4 separate regions of the Zea mays genome follow, and all the other regions are linked to region 2. A link is a contact called in public Hi-C data. All regions are on one chromosome and are shown on one strand. The core of a region is the stretch at or near the end of the contact, and the rest is flanking DNA. Distances in the headings are between cores, read along the strand shown. Region 1 holds the start of LOC100501093. Region 2 holds the start of LOC100273450. Region 3 holds the start of LOC103653026 (polyadenylation and cleavage factor homolog 4). Region 4 holds the start of LOC100194303.

The links. A called contact is a pair of places that touch in the nucleus more often than the background predicts.
Region 1: a contact with region 2 is called in a Hi-C map of leaf, with 4 times the contacts expected there. The contact joins the promoter of LOC100501093 here to the promoter of LOC100273450 in region 2. A contact is called at or near these places in 2 of 25 Hi-C or Micro-C datasets (leaf and tassel).
Region 3: a contact with region 2 is called in a Hi-C map of leaf, with 3 times the contacts expected there. The contact joins the promoter of LOC103653026 here to the promoter of LOC100273450 in region 2. A contact is called at or near these places in 3 of 25 Hi-C or Micro-C datasets (ear, leaf and tassel).
Region 4: a Hi-C map of tassel shows a contact between it and region 2, with 2.6 times the contacts expected there. The contact joins the promoter of LOC100194303 here to the promoter of LOC100273450 in region 2. A contact is called at or near these places in 2 of 25 Hi-C or Micro-C datasets (ear and tassel).

Annotation. Positions count from the first base shown.
Region 1 is chr4:31,047,235-31,050,419 of Zm-B73-REFERENCE-NAM-5.0, forward strand. It overlaps LOC100501093, which reads left to right and starts at 1,373. Exons shown (of 23, transcript NM_001322411.1): 1 at 1,373-1,763. The coding sequence starts at 1,560.
Region 2 is chr4:30,264,528-30,267,736 of Zm-B73-REFERENCE-NAM-5.0, forward strand. It overlaps LOC100273450, which reads left to right and starts at 1,762. Exons shown (of 7, transcript NM_001147887.1): 1 at 1,762-2,296. The coding sequence starts at 1,859. It also overlaps the pseudogene LOC109945696.
Region 3 is chr4:30,854,863-30,858,381 of Zm-B73-REFERENCE-NAM-5.0, forward strand. It overlaps LOC103653026 (polyadenylation and cleavage factor homolog 4), which reads left to right and starts at 1,872. Exons shown (of 7, transcript XM_020552500.3): 1 at 1,872-2,303. The coding sequence starts at 2,058.
Region 4 is chr4:29,671,863-29,675,177 of Zm-B73-REFERENCE-NAM-5.0, forward strand. It overlaps LOC100194303, which reads left to right and starts at 1,971. Exons shown (of 16, transcript NM_001359451.1): 1 at 1,971-2,290; 2 at 2,528-2,626; 3 at 2,736-2,864; 4 at 3,044-3,166. The coding sequence starts at 2,042.

The DNA of each region.
Region 1 (3,185 bases), core at 123-2,622, 780 kb after region 2:
CTTTGAGCACTTTTCTGGTTTCATCAATTATTCGTTGCGCATTGATTATTATTAGAGGTGATTAGGTGAAGCCTCCTAGACGACTATGCATTGTCTAATGAGCTCTCATGGTTGCGGTGAGCTACAATGAAGTTTGTATATCGTCTGAGAATCTATGTGGAATCCTCTATCTCACTACCTTAGTTATGGGCTAGAGAAGAGGTGCAAGTCGAAAGAGACTCCAAAACTGTTGGCTTCCTCAACACCGTGGGTGTATACTAACCTTGGTGGTGACCTGAACCATGGGATACATTATGAGTTTTGCCTATTTGCTCTTCACTCAATGTACTTGGATGTATGTTTATAAGTGCATATACTTCATTTGTTTGTTACTAGGCATCTCCAAAAGCACATCTACAAGTTTAGTTTGAGTTAGATTTGTACACGTATTTGTTGTTGAGCTTTCTATGTTGCGCGAAGACTACAACATTGTGCAGATTCCATGATGTGAAGGTTCCATGGTCTGTTAATCGGCTGCAAAGTTTTTTGTTACTAATTTTTTAGAAACACATATTCTTTCCGTCTAAGCAACAACAAGATCCTTTTTGGAATGTGCTAGCATCCTTCGTCACGCCTGGCTAGAATCCATTCGTAACATTGCACAATCAAGTTCCTCGCGACCTTTTCACTAACATAATTAACTTTACATAAACGTTTGGTGATAAATATAGGAACTAAGATAAGCATAAAGAAAAGATTTGCTCATTGCTTTGAATGCCCTCTATATCATGTATATATATGACTCAAATTTATGGTCCATCCTTATATGAATATAGATAACTTGTGTTAATTAATTACATGATATATGATTTTAAGGCTTTATTTTGAATTGCTCCGGCTTAGAAAATATGGTTAAGTTGGTGAAAAATGATACTAGAAGCTCTAGAAAATTATGGAGCTAAAGTTGTAAACCTTTAGAAGACATTTAGATAAGAAATTTTATTTTTTATTCAGATTAAAAAAAAAACTATTTAAACTGAAGCTATAATCTGATGCAAATAGGCCATAAGATTATGAGATTCTATGCAACGCATGAGCTTAAATAGAAAACGCTAAAACACAAAGAAAACGGAACATATTGCTCGGGTTTGACGTATCCAGAAGAGGAGAGTATAAAGGATAAAAGGCTGGGCTCATCCGGGCCTCTGGGCTACTGGGGAAACCATCAAGAATCAGACCATAATAACAGCCCAGCATATACTCATTTTGGCCCACGGACCGACCCCGTGCTCGTCTCGTCGAGTCAACGAACTCCACGCGTTACAAAGCAAAACTAGAAAACCCGGCTCCGCAGGGTTCAGACCGTAAAAAAACACGCATCATCCCCTCCTGTCCGAGATATTTGTGCAGCGCCGCAAAAGCGCATATCCCCCCGGCCCTCTCGCTCCGCCGCTCCGTGCGAGCTCCCGCTCCCGACACGCTTCCCGCCCGCCAGATCGGTCCCGCGCGCCTCTTCTGCCTGCATCCGCGCCCGCGACCACCGCTTCTAGGTTTAGGGTTCCGGCAGAGTAGGCGGTGAGATGGGTGTGCCGGCGTTCTACCGGTGGCTGGCGGAGAAGTACCCGATGGTGGTGGTGGACGTGGTGGAGGAGGAGCCCGTCGAGATCGAGGGCGTCCGGGTCCCCGTCGACACCTCCAAGCCCAACCCCAACGGCCTCGAGTTCGACAACCTCTACCTCGACATGAACGGCATCATACACCCCTGCTTCCACCCCGAGGATAGGGTACGTAATCACCGAATAATCAGGCTGCAACTCGACGCCTCTGTGGTAAATCTTATTGGATTTGTGCTTGTCTTGTCGGCTCGTGAGACTGCTTGTTCTCTGGACTCTGGTACGATGCAACTACTGCTTAATAAGATGCTTGCGACATCATTAAGCATTCATTCAAGGCCTCAAGATTCCATTTCAAGAATCTGTTTTGGTTGGGGCTTAGATAGGCGAGCAACCCTAACAGACTAAAATCATATATAGCACCTCACCGGATTTGATGCTACATGATGAAGTTACTCCTCTGTCCTATGTGGGCCAAAATCCCTACGTTTTCATTTCCCTAGTAGCATTGCTTTAAGCACCTGCATTTGACAGGAATCTCTAATAAGACTCTCTCCAACAAGACCCGGTAAATCACCCTGTACGCTAAATGTAGCGGATGAAGACGTTCGGCACGCCTCCAACAACAGCCGCTATAGCATCTGGTAAAATTTAGGGTGTGTTCACTCCCGTGCTTGACTTCATCGTCCCCGTCATCGAGATCCTCTGCCGTCGCTCCTCTCCGCCCAAGTCCCATGAGGTCGCCTCACGGTACATGAGCTCCAAGCATCCTCTGCTCTGGTCAAGGTCGTCGTAGCTCTCAGTGATGATGAGCTCGACTGCCTCGCCGTCATCCCCGTCGCTGCCCCCTCCCGCGGAGCAGAAAAAGTCGTCTCGCCGCCGCAGTCTGAGCAGCGCGTACAGCCGGGCAGCATGGCCGAGAGGGAATACACGAGGGAAGAGGAAGACAGGAGGGGCGACAGGAGGTCGGTCGTCTACCTCGTCGTGCTTATGGTGTTGCTGCATACTGCGCACCGCGTCCATGGCTTGGCATGGAAATCGTGGACGCCTGATTCCTGATCGACGAAATGTCTGACAAGCAATATACACATGAACGATGTTCTGTCCAATACGAATTTATTTTAGAAAACTGAGTCGGTTAGCTTTTTATATTATTTGCTCCAATACAAATGTTTGGTACATTATTTGCTTAAATATGTAATACTCTTATTTTCACCACAAAATCAATATGTACTGTGTAGCGTATTTTAATTTCGCGACATATGAACTGTTTTTTAAGCGGTGAAAAACCAATATGTATTTTGAAATCTCGTAGCACTGTAGATATAGAGGACCGAATTTAGTGACGTTGCTGGAGATGGAGAAGATATAGAGGACAGAATCTTTTAGAGTGTGCTGTAAAGGACAAGGAATATTCCTTTAGGGGATGTAATTTAGGGGACGTTGCTGGAGACAACCTAAAAGGCTCTCTCCAACAGAGCGTGTAAAGGCTCCTCTACCCTAAATATAGAGGATCGAACGGTCCTGTACCCCCTCCAGCCTCCCTCCAGCAACGTCCTAAATTTAGAGGACACTGCTGGATCTTCTATATAT
Region 2 (3,209 bases), core at 512-3,011:
CCAAAATCATTTAGGAAAAGGTTTGACCCTATTTCCCTTTCACATGTATTCAACAATATAATATATTCAGCTAACTTTAGGACCTGTAGTTATTTTAAACCTGCTTTTCAATCATCGCGCGGTAAAGTTCATTATTTAATTTGGGGAATTTTATAAAACTGACGTAGCTAGTTAGGGCATCGTCCGTTTTCTAACCTCGTCCCACGCCGCCCCCCTGCCCCCTGCCCCCCGCGCCGTCCCTGTCGCCCCGCGCCCACACGGCACGGCTCCCTGGCCACGCCCAGAGCCCCCCCGCCCAGCCGCCCCGGAGCCTCGCCACCCAGCCGTCCCGTCGCCCGCACGGCTCTTTGGCTGTGCCCTCCATCGCTCTCCGCCACCGGCCGCGCCCTCCGCCGCCCGTCATCGTCGCCGGCGTCCTCCGGCCGGGCGCCCACGCCCTTCTCCTCACGCTCATCGACGGTCTCCAAGCCCGCATTGGTGAACGTGGTATTAAATTATGCTATTACTAATGTAGATAATTGTGTACCTAGTTAGTGTGATATGAATTGTTAGGTTTTAGTAACCTCCCCGTATATGAGAGGTGCTGTCCAGATTGTATACATAGTATTATGTTATTATGTGGTTAGTTTTTAGTTATTAGTTAGTACTTGGTTATTAGTTAGTTAGCAAGTAGTTATTAGTGGGTTGTGGTTAGGCAATAACCATCTATAGTGGACATTGAATGTTTAATTCGTGTTTCAAATAGATGGACAATTTTTTGAGCTTATATTATGGAGGCAATGTGGAAAAAGATCCCTATGGAAATGCCAAGTTCATTGACATGCGACACGTGCTCGTGTTATTCGTTGGTAGACCATCCTTGAGTGATGTGTTTATAAAGGCTAAACAAAAGCTAGGTGGAGGAGTCTACAAAACATGCAATGATTAGTAGGCAAAGAAAACATGCACCACTTCGAGTCTTTAAATTGTTAACATATTAAAAGACTATTCTCACCATTAAATTCATCCGGCGCTGAACAATCGTTAGCTCAAATGCATAGTTAGCACACATCCAATACCTTTGTCGATAGGTGTCATGATCCTCAGACTTATCAACCTTGCAAGGATCACCACAAAACACATAGGCACCGGAACACCAGTTGGCAAAGGTAGTTCCGGTCAAAGACCCTTCCTAAATTTCGATAAGACCTATAAGAATCACAAATATAATATACTCACAAAATATGATTTAATACAATGCTTACCTTTGTTTAGCAGGTTTACCACGCCTAGACATCCTACAATTTAGGTTGATGTTATCTCATTTCGAAGAATAGAAATGAGCATAAAAACTGATGGTCGACATGACTTATTTATAGGCGCGTACCTCGGTGCCAAGATCTAATTTAGGCTGATGTCTCTCGTTTCGAAGAATAGAAATGAACACAAAAACTGACGGCCGACGGGGCTTATTTATAGGCGCGTACCTCGGCGTCGAGATTTACAACGCCGAGGTACGCGCCACGTCTGAACCTGACATATGCACGCTAAAAAAATTAGCGCTGATACATATAACCTAGACACCAATGAGACAATGATGACGACGTCGATCCAAAGATCATTTTTAAAACTAAAACTGTAAAGGGTATAATTATTAAAAAAACTTAAAAAGGACTAAAATAAAAAAAAGTTGGCACGCCCCGGACCCGGATGCTTCCTGGCGCTTCCCGTCACCTATTGGTCAGTGGAGGCAAAAATATCTAAGCAAGCCCCACACACATAGAGAAATCTCAATCCAAAGAGAGCCTTCTCCACCGCTCTTGCTCGTCCAACCTTCTCCATCGTCTCACCTTAGGTTTCGCTCCCCGCCGCCGCCGCCATGATGCCGCAGCAGCAGCAGCCCGGCATGGCCCCTCCTCCTCCACAGGCCGCCCCCGGAGCGCCGCCACACTGGGGCGGCATCCCGCCGCCTATGGCCCCTCAGCATCAGTACGCGCCACCACCGACCCATCAGGCCCCGCCCCCGCCGCAGATGTGGGGCCAGGCGCCCCCGCCCCCGCCCCCGCCTCAGGCCGCGTACGGTCAGGCGCCCCCGCCGCCCCAGGCCGCGTATGGCCAGGCGCTCCCACCACCCCAGGCCGCGTACGGCCAGGCGCCTCCCCCGCCACAGGCCGCCTACTACGGGGCGGTACCCGCGCCCGCGGCGGTGGCCGCGGCACCTGTCGGGCCCAGCGAGGTCAGGACGCTCTGGATCGGGGATCTGCAGTACTGGATGGACGATAACTACATCTACGGGTGCTTCGCATCCACGGGGGAGGTACGCGCTTTCGGTTCTACGCTGTACGAATCTGCTGCTGCCCGTGGGTCGCTGCGATCCGTCCCTATCGATGTGGGGTTCAACGCCCATGTTTATGGACTTCTTATGTCGCTTGCTGTAAATTTCAATTTCTTCGTCTCTTCGATGCATTATGATTATAGTAATAAGTACTGCACGAATATGTTCGTCTCATCGATGGAGTATGGTTATAGTATAAGAAAGTACCGCACGTATAGTGGATTCGGATCCATTAGTAGTGAATTCAGATTCATTAGAGCTTCATGCTATATGTGATTTATTTACGAAAATTCGAATTATATGTCAAAATTACTCCCAGCCGTGTTGTTAGGCATCCCATCGTTCACAAAACAATCCGATATGTTAGGCGGTAGAATATACTGAGCCATAATAAGTTGCACGTAACCTAATTATAAGCTGCCTTTTAGCTCACATTTTGCGTTTATGTTGGCAAATGACACAAAGTTTACTAGCCTGATTGACGACATGACAGCAATTGGTTGGCAATCAATAGGTGTTGCATGCAAATTCATTGCCAATGTGGCAGGTCAGCGCAGGTTGCAGCACTCCACACAAGAACACAATTTCGCTGAGTTACTCCTAGTCTTCGTATCTACTAGGGCGCCCACGTATTGGTATCCGTATTTCTAATTGTGGTACCTAACAGAACAGCCTGGTGGGAGTATTGATAGTAAATTTATGTTTTATAATGGTCTGCCCATCTTTGTGTATGGCGGACAGTGTCCTGGTAACTTGTCTGAAGTAGCTGTATACCGTTTTGGTATTTTTCTGAGATTCCTCTGCAGATGCATTTATGATTGTGTCCAGGTTTTATATAAAACAAAATTACCCTAGTTTCTGTGTGCTGGTTGACATTTTATATAAACCAATGGGT
Region 3 (3,519 bases), core at 622-3,121, 590 kb after region 2:
CTTGGCGTGTCCAAGCATCCAAACAACCGATAAATCGCATGGTCGCTGGCAGCTAGTGGCGGGACAACACAACTGTGTACGACAACATGCGGGGACAATGCGAGAGTAGCCAAAAGTCCAATATAGGGTAGGGAGCAGGGATAGTCACCGGGAGGATCGGTAGGGGTCCGACCGTCGGGAAGTTCGCAAGGGGCAAGGAACATGGACGAAGGGAGCTCACACGGTCGGGAGCAACATATCCACAGAAGGGTGGGGGTGGCGGACTAGGTGGCAGTTGTGTCAGGGATGGGGATTTGGCGAAATGGGTGGTGGCTGCGGCTAGGAGAGAGATGCTGGTGAGAATATGTCCAACAGTTTACCCATATGGTTACCTAAAACAATGTTTTGAACTATTCTACACTATTCGTAGAGTAGATTTTGAATATAGAGATGACGACGAGGGTAAGCTGATGGAGATAGTCTGACAAACTATTTTTTAAATATATATTTCCTAATACGGACCCACATGTCATGTTCGTGGAGCGAGTTTAGCGGATATGCGGGTGTGGATACATTTTTTTGCCCGCTAAAAATATCCTATGGGTTTATTGTTGTATCCTCATCCTTACTCCCAGATATAAAAATATACTTGTATTCGCACTTGTCGGGTTTATTATTCGTAGTCACGTGGATATTTTATGTCGTTGCCATCTCTAGTTGTGCATATGGAGGTAGAAATGGGGCGAGCGGGACTGAAGAGGACGATGTATTGAAGAGGACGATGTATGAAGAGAATAATGGTTTTATCTACTCTTTTAAAGCATGAGTTTCGTGCGGCATGCGTCACCCGTGAAACACATAGAGTAAAATTGTTTTTTCTCCCCCATGTCTCGTTTAACAATCAGACCATTACCTCTTAGATGGGCCGTGAGAAAACACTCAATCTCAACATGACACGAAGCCCCATGCATTACAGCGCTCCCGAATAGTATCACCTCGCTAGGTGAAGGACTCCCGAATAGTATCACCTCGCTAGGTGAAGGAGGACGAGCGACCGAGCAAGTTATAAAAAAGGTCAGATCTCCTTTTCAACTCATACCTTTCTTGACTTTTAACAAAGATATAATATAACATGACACAAAGTTATAAGCAATGCTCCTGCATATTATCACCTCGCTTGGTGAAGGAGTATGAGTGACCGAACAAGTATAAAAAAGGATAGCTCTACTTTTTTCAACTCATACGGCTAAAATAAAGTGCAACATTTGCAGTAGTTCAGTATATGTTCATTTCAATTTTATATTTGTTTTTAGAAGGATCTACTTAATTTTAAATTTAATTTTTTGAGGATCATGATATTGAGTTGCCACTTAACCCTCACGTACCCTACAATTGTTCCACTACACTTAACCGGACAAACTAAGGGGTGTTTGAATGCCCTATAACTAATAATTAGTGATTAAAATTAATTGAGACATCCAAACGCCCTAGCTAATAGTTCAACTATTAGCTATTTTTGATAAATTAGTTAATAGTTAGGTAATTATTTGTTAGCTAACTAATTTTACTAACAAATTTTAGTTAACTAACTATTAGGGGGTGTTTGAATGCACTAGAATTAATAATTAGCTAATAAAATTAGTTATAGTTAGCCAATAAAATTAGTTGAGATATAAACACCCTACTAATAGTTGAACTATTAATTATTTTTAGTAAATTAATTAATAGTTAGATAGGTATTTGTTATCTAGTTAATTCTACTAATAATTTTTAGCCAGCTAACTATCAATTCTAGTTAATTATACTAATAATTTTTAGCCAGCTAAGCATTCAAACACCCTAATAATGTATTCTGATAATGTATTTAAACACCTCTTAAAAAACTTGCAATAGTGAGGCGAAAAGGAAAGCATCGCTGAAACGAGATCCTCGCCGTTTCGCGAACAAATCGGTGACTGTCTCCTGCTATCTCCCCCTTTCCGCCACTTCGCTCCGCTCCCATGCCTCCTGCCCCCTCTCGCCGTGGAGGCACCCCAAACCCTAGCCCCTGAAACCCTAGATCCTCCTCCCCTGTTCCGATGGCGGGGGCCGCGGCGTCCCCAGCGGCGGGCCACGTGGTGGAGCGGTTCCGGTCGCGACTGCGCGAGGAAGCGGGCGGCGGCGAGCCGGGCGCCGCCGCGGTCGTGCACGTGTACGCGGAGGCGCTCCGTGAGCTAACCTTCAACTGCAAGCCGGTCATCACCGAGCTCACCATCATCGCGGGCCAGCACGCCACGCTCGCCGCCGGGGGAATCGCCGACGCCATCTGCGCCCGCGTCGCCGAGGTCGTTCTGCTACTTCTGCTCTCCTATCAGGGGTGTTACTCTTATTTTGTCATTAAGGTGGCCCGCCTTACGATTTCTGGGGCATAAGGAAGCTTGGGCTTGGAGCGTCGAGTAGTCTGGGCGCTTTTGCCGTGTAGTCACTAGGGTTTGAGGATTGGTGTGCTTGTTGTGAAACGTGGATTGCTGTGCTTGGTTTTGAAATGTGAGAAATCCCATAAAATGGACGGAAAACCTTTTATTCCCAAGTTTTCCTAGGTTTTACAAAAGCTTCAGCCTGTACAAGATCATTCCTTTTTGTAAGAAGCGTTGTGCATACAGTTTAGTATGTTTGCTCTGGTTGCTGTTTACAGCTTTGGTAGCATATTTAGGGGGTGTTTGAATGCACAAGAGCTAATAGGTAGTTGGCTAAAAAATTGCTATTGAAATTAGCTAGCTAAATATTAGCTAATTTGCTAAAAGTAGCTAATAGCTGAATTATTAGCTAGAGTGTTTAGACGTCTTTAGCTAATTTTAGCAGCTGACTATTAGCTCTAGTACATTCAAACACCCCTTTCCTGGGGTGTAGAACCTTTGTGGAACTTTGTGGATTAATTGGTGCTTGCCATTTTAGGGGGTGTTTGGTTTGTAGGGACTAATTTTTAGTCCCTACATTTTATTCCACTTTAGTTACAAAATTATCAAATATAGAAACTAAAACTCTATTTTAGTTTCTATATTTGTCAATTTATATACTAAAATGGAACAAAATGAAGGGACTAAACATTAGTCCCTAGAAACCAAACACCCCCTTAGTCCCTCTTAAACTTCCTGTTCATTATTGGTAGGATATGCATGGAATATGTAGCAACATAGTAAACAGTTATACCTTAAGAGGGTATGGACACTGACACTGCATTGGAAAAAGTGGTTGCTATGGTTGATGAACTTCTATTTGGGATGGGAAGTTTGAGAGTTCTGTTGAATTGAGATAAACGTTAAACGAAAAGAGCTGCACTGGTTCGTGACTTACAATGAAAAGAGTTCACAACTTTGTGTTTATTATTAGTTATTAGGGCACTTGTGAACTTAATCAGTTACCTGTTTGCTAGTTCTGTCTTCTGTGGTCGATTTGGTTTTGTTTAGAAATATGTTGTAATTTTCCGTCTGCTTTTCTTGAAGATAAGACGCTGCAATTTCAAATGGGAACTAATCATAAGAGCAATTCACCCGTATAGTC
Region 4 (3,315 bases), core at 721-3,220, 590 kb before region 2:
ACCTAACGGGTGGCTACATCCCCAGAGAATCTTTGTAAAGGCTACGTAGTGATGCCCTGCTGGGTCACCTTGGTAGTGATCAATGGAGAGTCATGATCTCCGGGCAGAAAGGGAATCACGACTTGTGGGTAAAGTGCACAACCTCTGCAGAGTGTTTGAAAACTGATATATCAGCCGTGCTCGCGGTTATGAGCGGCCAAGGGAGCTCCAGTGATTAGTGATACTTGATTAGAGACATTTTGGTTTACATGTGGCAATGAGATTGATGGTTCTGGTTATGACTATGGTGCTGGTAAGTGGTATTCTTTCCGTTCGGAAAGGGTGCATCGGGCTAATAACTTGGGTTAATGTTAAAACCTGGCTTTCTACTAGTAAATAATAATCTGACCAACTAAAAGCAACTGCTTGACTTACCCCCACATAAAGCTAGTCCACTACAGCCAAACATGATACTTGCTGAGTATGTTGATGTGTACTCACCCTTGCTATACACACCAAACCCCCCATCCCCAGGTTGTCAGCATTGCAACCACTGCTCAGGAGAAGATGAAGCCGTGGAAGGAGACTTCTAGGAGTTCCAAGACTACGACGAGTTCTAGGCGTGCCTGTGAAGGCCGCGTTTATCTACGTTTCTTTTCCGCACTTTGATTTATTGTAAAGACTATGTGGATGTCTCAGATATATGATGTAATCGACTATTTCCCTTTTTAATACTATTTGAGCACTGTGTGATGATGTCCATGGTATGTAACTGCTGTGTACGTGAATTGCTGATCCTAACACGTACATGGTTCGCATTCGGTTTGCCTTCTAAAACCGGGTGTGACATCCGCTCATATGTATCCCACCGCCTCCACCGCTGCCGCTAGAGCATATCCCGCCACCACCGACGCTTCCCGCCATCAGAAACAACAAAGCTGCGCACGGGGGCCAGAAATAGCGCGCGAAACAGCGTGCGCTAGGGCGATTGGGGAAGGATTTGACTTGCAAAAATATGCGGGAGGGAGAGTCACATATTACTGGGAAGAAGATGAACAAGCTGTTGGAGGACATAAAAACGCCTCCTGCCATGATAAATGCTTCCGAGGTCCTTTTATGCTTTCTGTTGGATGTGCTCTTACAACAATTTTCCCTACACTATCCTCCTATACCACACTACAACCATAAAACATCATTTTTCATACCTATTTAACATTTATTAATAATTTTTCTCAAATAACAAACACTGTAGAGCAACAATATCGAGGGAAAATGGGATGGTTGACGTTCCCCCACATCCGGTGTGCCCTTGCGTTTGCGTCCAAGCCGGCATGAGAGATCGTAGGGGTCACCGGTTTAGCGCAAGGGAGCTCCCAAACATCTACATTGATAGGGGATTGCTGCGTTAAAGAGAATCTTAGAGGGAGCTTAGGGAGAGATGGAGCTAACTTGATTCCACAACAATACATATGGATATTGCACTAGATCCATTTAGCTTATTTTCAACAGCTTATTCATCATCTATACCTATATTTAAACTCCACTCAACGAACAATGCAGTCTACAATGTAAAAAAATATAAACAAATATTCTGGGTGACTATATAGGTGAACTAGACACGGTCGTAGACGGGTTCTAAATGGGTGATTTGGCACTATAATAACACAATATAATAATTTTGAAGATTTAAACTGTTGGTCAGAGTTGAATGATATAATAGAACAAGTTATTTTCAAACAACTGATTTACTAATTTATGGACATGAATGACATAGTTAAACATGTTTGGGAACCGCTAAATTTTGCAAAAATGTTTATATTGAAGAGAGAGATTTTTTCTTGTTCGAAGCTAACATTTTTCGTTTGGACACCAAGACCGTGGACCTTTGTAGTGCGCACAGACAAACAAGGTTCGTAAAAGCCCACCAAGGCCCATGGAATCAGACCACCGCAGCCTATAAACCACCTTCCGTCGCCAGCTCCTAGAAACCCCTCCTGCCCAAAAACCCTAGCAGCCACTAGGGTTTCTCCGCTCCCACCCGGCCTCCTCCCTCTCTCCTCCGATGGGCAAGTCAAGCAAGAAGGCGGCCGCCGTGGCTGCGGCGCCAGCGGCGGTGCCCAAGGGGAAGAAACGGGAGGCGGAGGAAGAGATCGAGAAGGCCGTGAGCGCGAAGAAGCAGAAGGCGGCGCCACCGGCGAAGGCCGTGCCGACGTCCAAGAAGGACGCCAAGAAGTCCAAGAAGCAGCCTCCCCCCAAGAAGGCTGAGAGCAGCAGCAGTGACTCTGAAGAGGACTCCGAGTCCGAAGAGGAGGTATGCGATGATGCTTCTTCTTGTTTCTCTTGTACCTATGGCGGGTTTTTTGAATGGGATTTTTTTATTTGTAGAATTTTTATGATTTGATTGAGTTGGGGAGGGTAGACAGAAATAGCTGATGCAGTAGATGATCTAGTCCCCTGCATAATCTGAGTCTGAGTATGGCTTATAACGGTGATGATTTTTTATCTATCGAAGTTTCTTCTTGAACATAGTTAACTTCTGTTTCTACAGGTTAAGAAGGTACAGCCAAAGAAGGCGCCTGCTCCCAAGATTGCTAAACAAGAGTCCAGTGATGATGACACCAGCGATGAGACCTCTGAATCTGATGAGGTATGCTATCATTTTTGGGTTTTAATGCTGAAAAAAATCAGCAGCAAGCAAATTGAATTGTTAATGTAGTGTTCAGAGTTCTTAGATGCTAATTCATCTTCTCATTAAGGAACCTGCAAAGAAGCCTGCTGCTAAACCCTTGGCTGCAGTTGCGAAAAATGGTTCGAAGACAGTCAAGCAAGAGAGCAGCAGCGATGAGGACAGTTCTGAAGATGAGTCGGATGACGACAGTGATGATGTGAGTTGAAGTTTCCTGTTTGTCTTATGTCTTGTGCACAGTTAATTTCATTTACCACCATGGCAGCACATACTAATGGTTTAGTTGTCATTACCCTAGGAATTTTGTAGCCAACCAATTGATTATTTCAATGTACTTCTCAGATGTTGAGCTACCAACCCATGTTTTTTTTGATTCAGGAACCTGCAAAGAAGGCTGCTGCTAAACCCTTGGGTGCCGTTGCTAAAAATGGTTTGAAGAAAGGCAAGCAAGAAAGCAGCAGCGATGGGAGCAGTTCTGATGATGAGTCAGACGATGATGTTGTGAGTGGAACATTCATGTTTGTTTGCCTTTAATTCCATTTTACTGTAAGATTAATGATACCATTTTCATTGGTTTTCTGATTCAATGCCATTTGTAACCTAACATCCAGATATGTGTTCACTGATTTATCATCACATTCACCCTGACC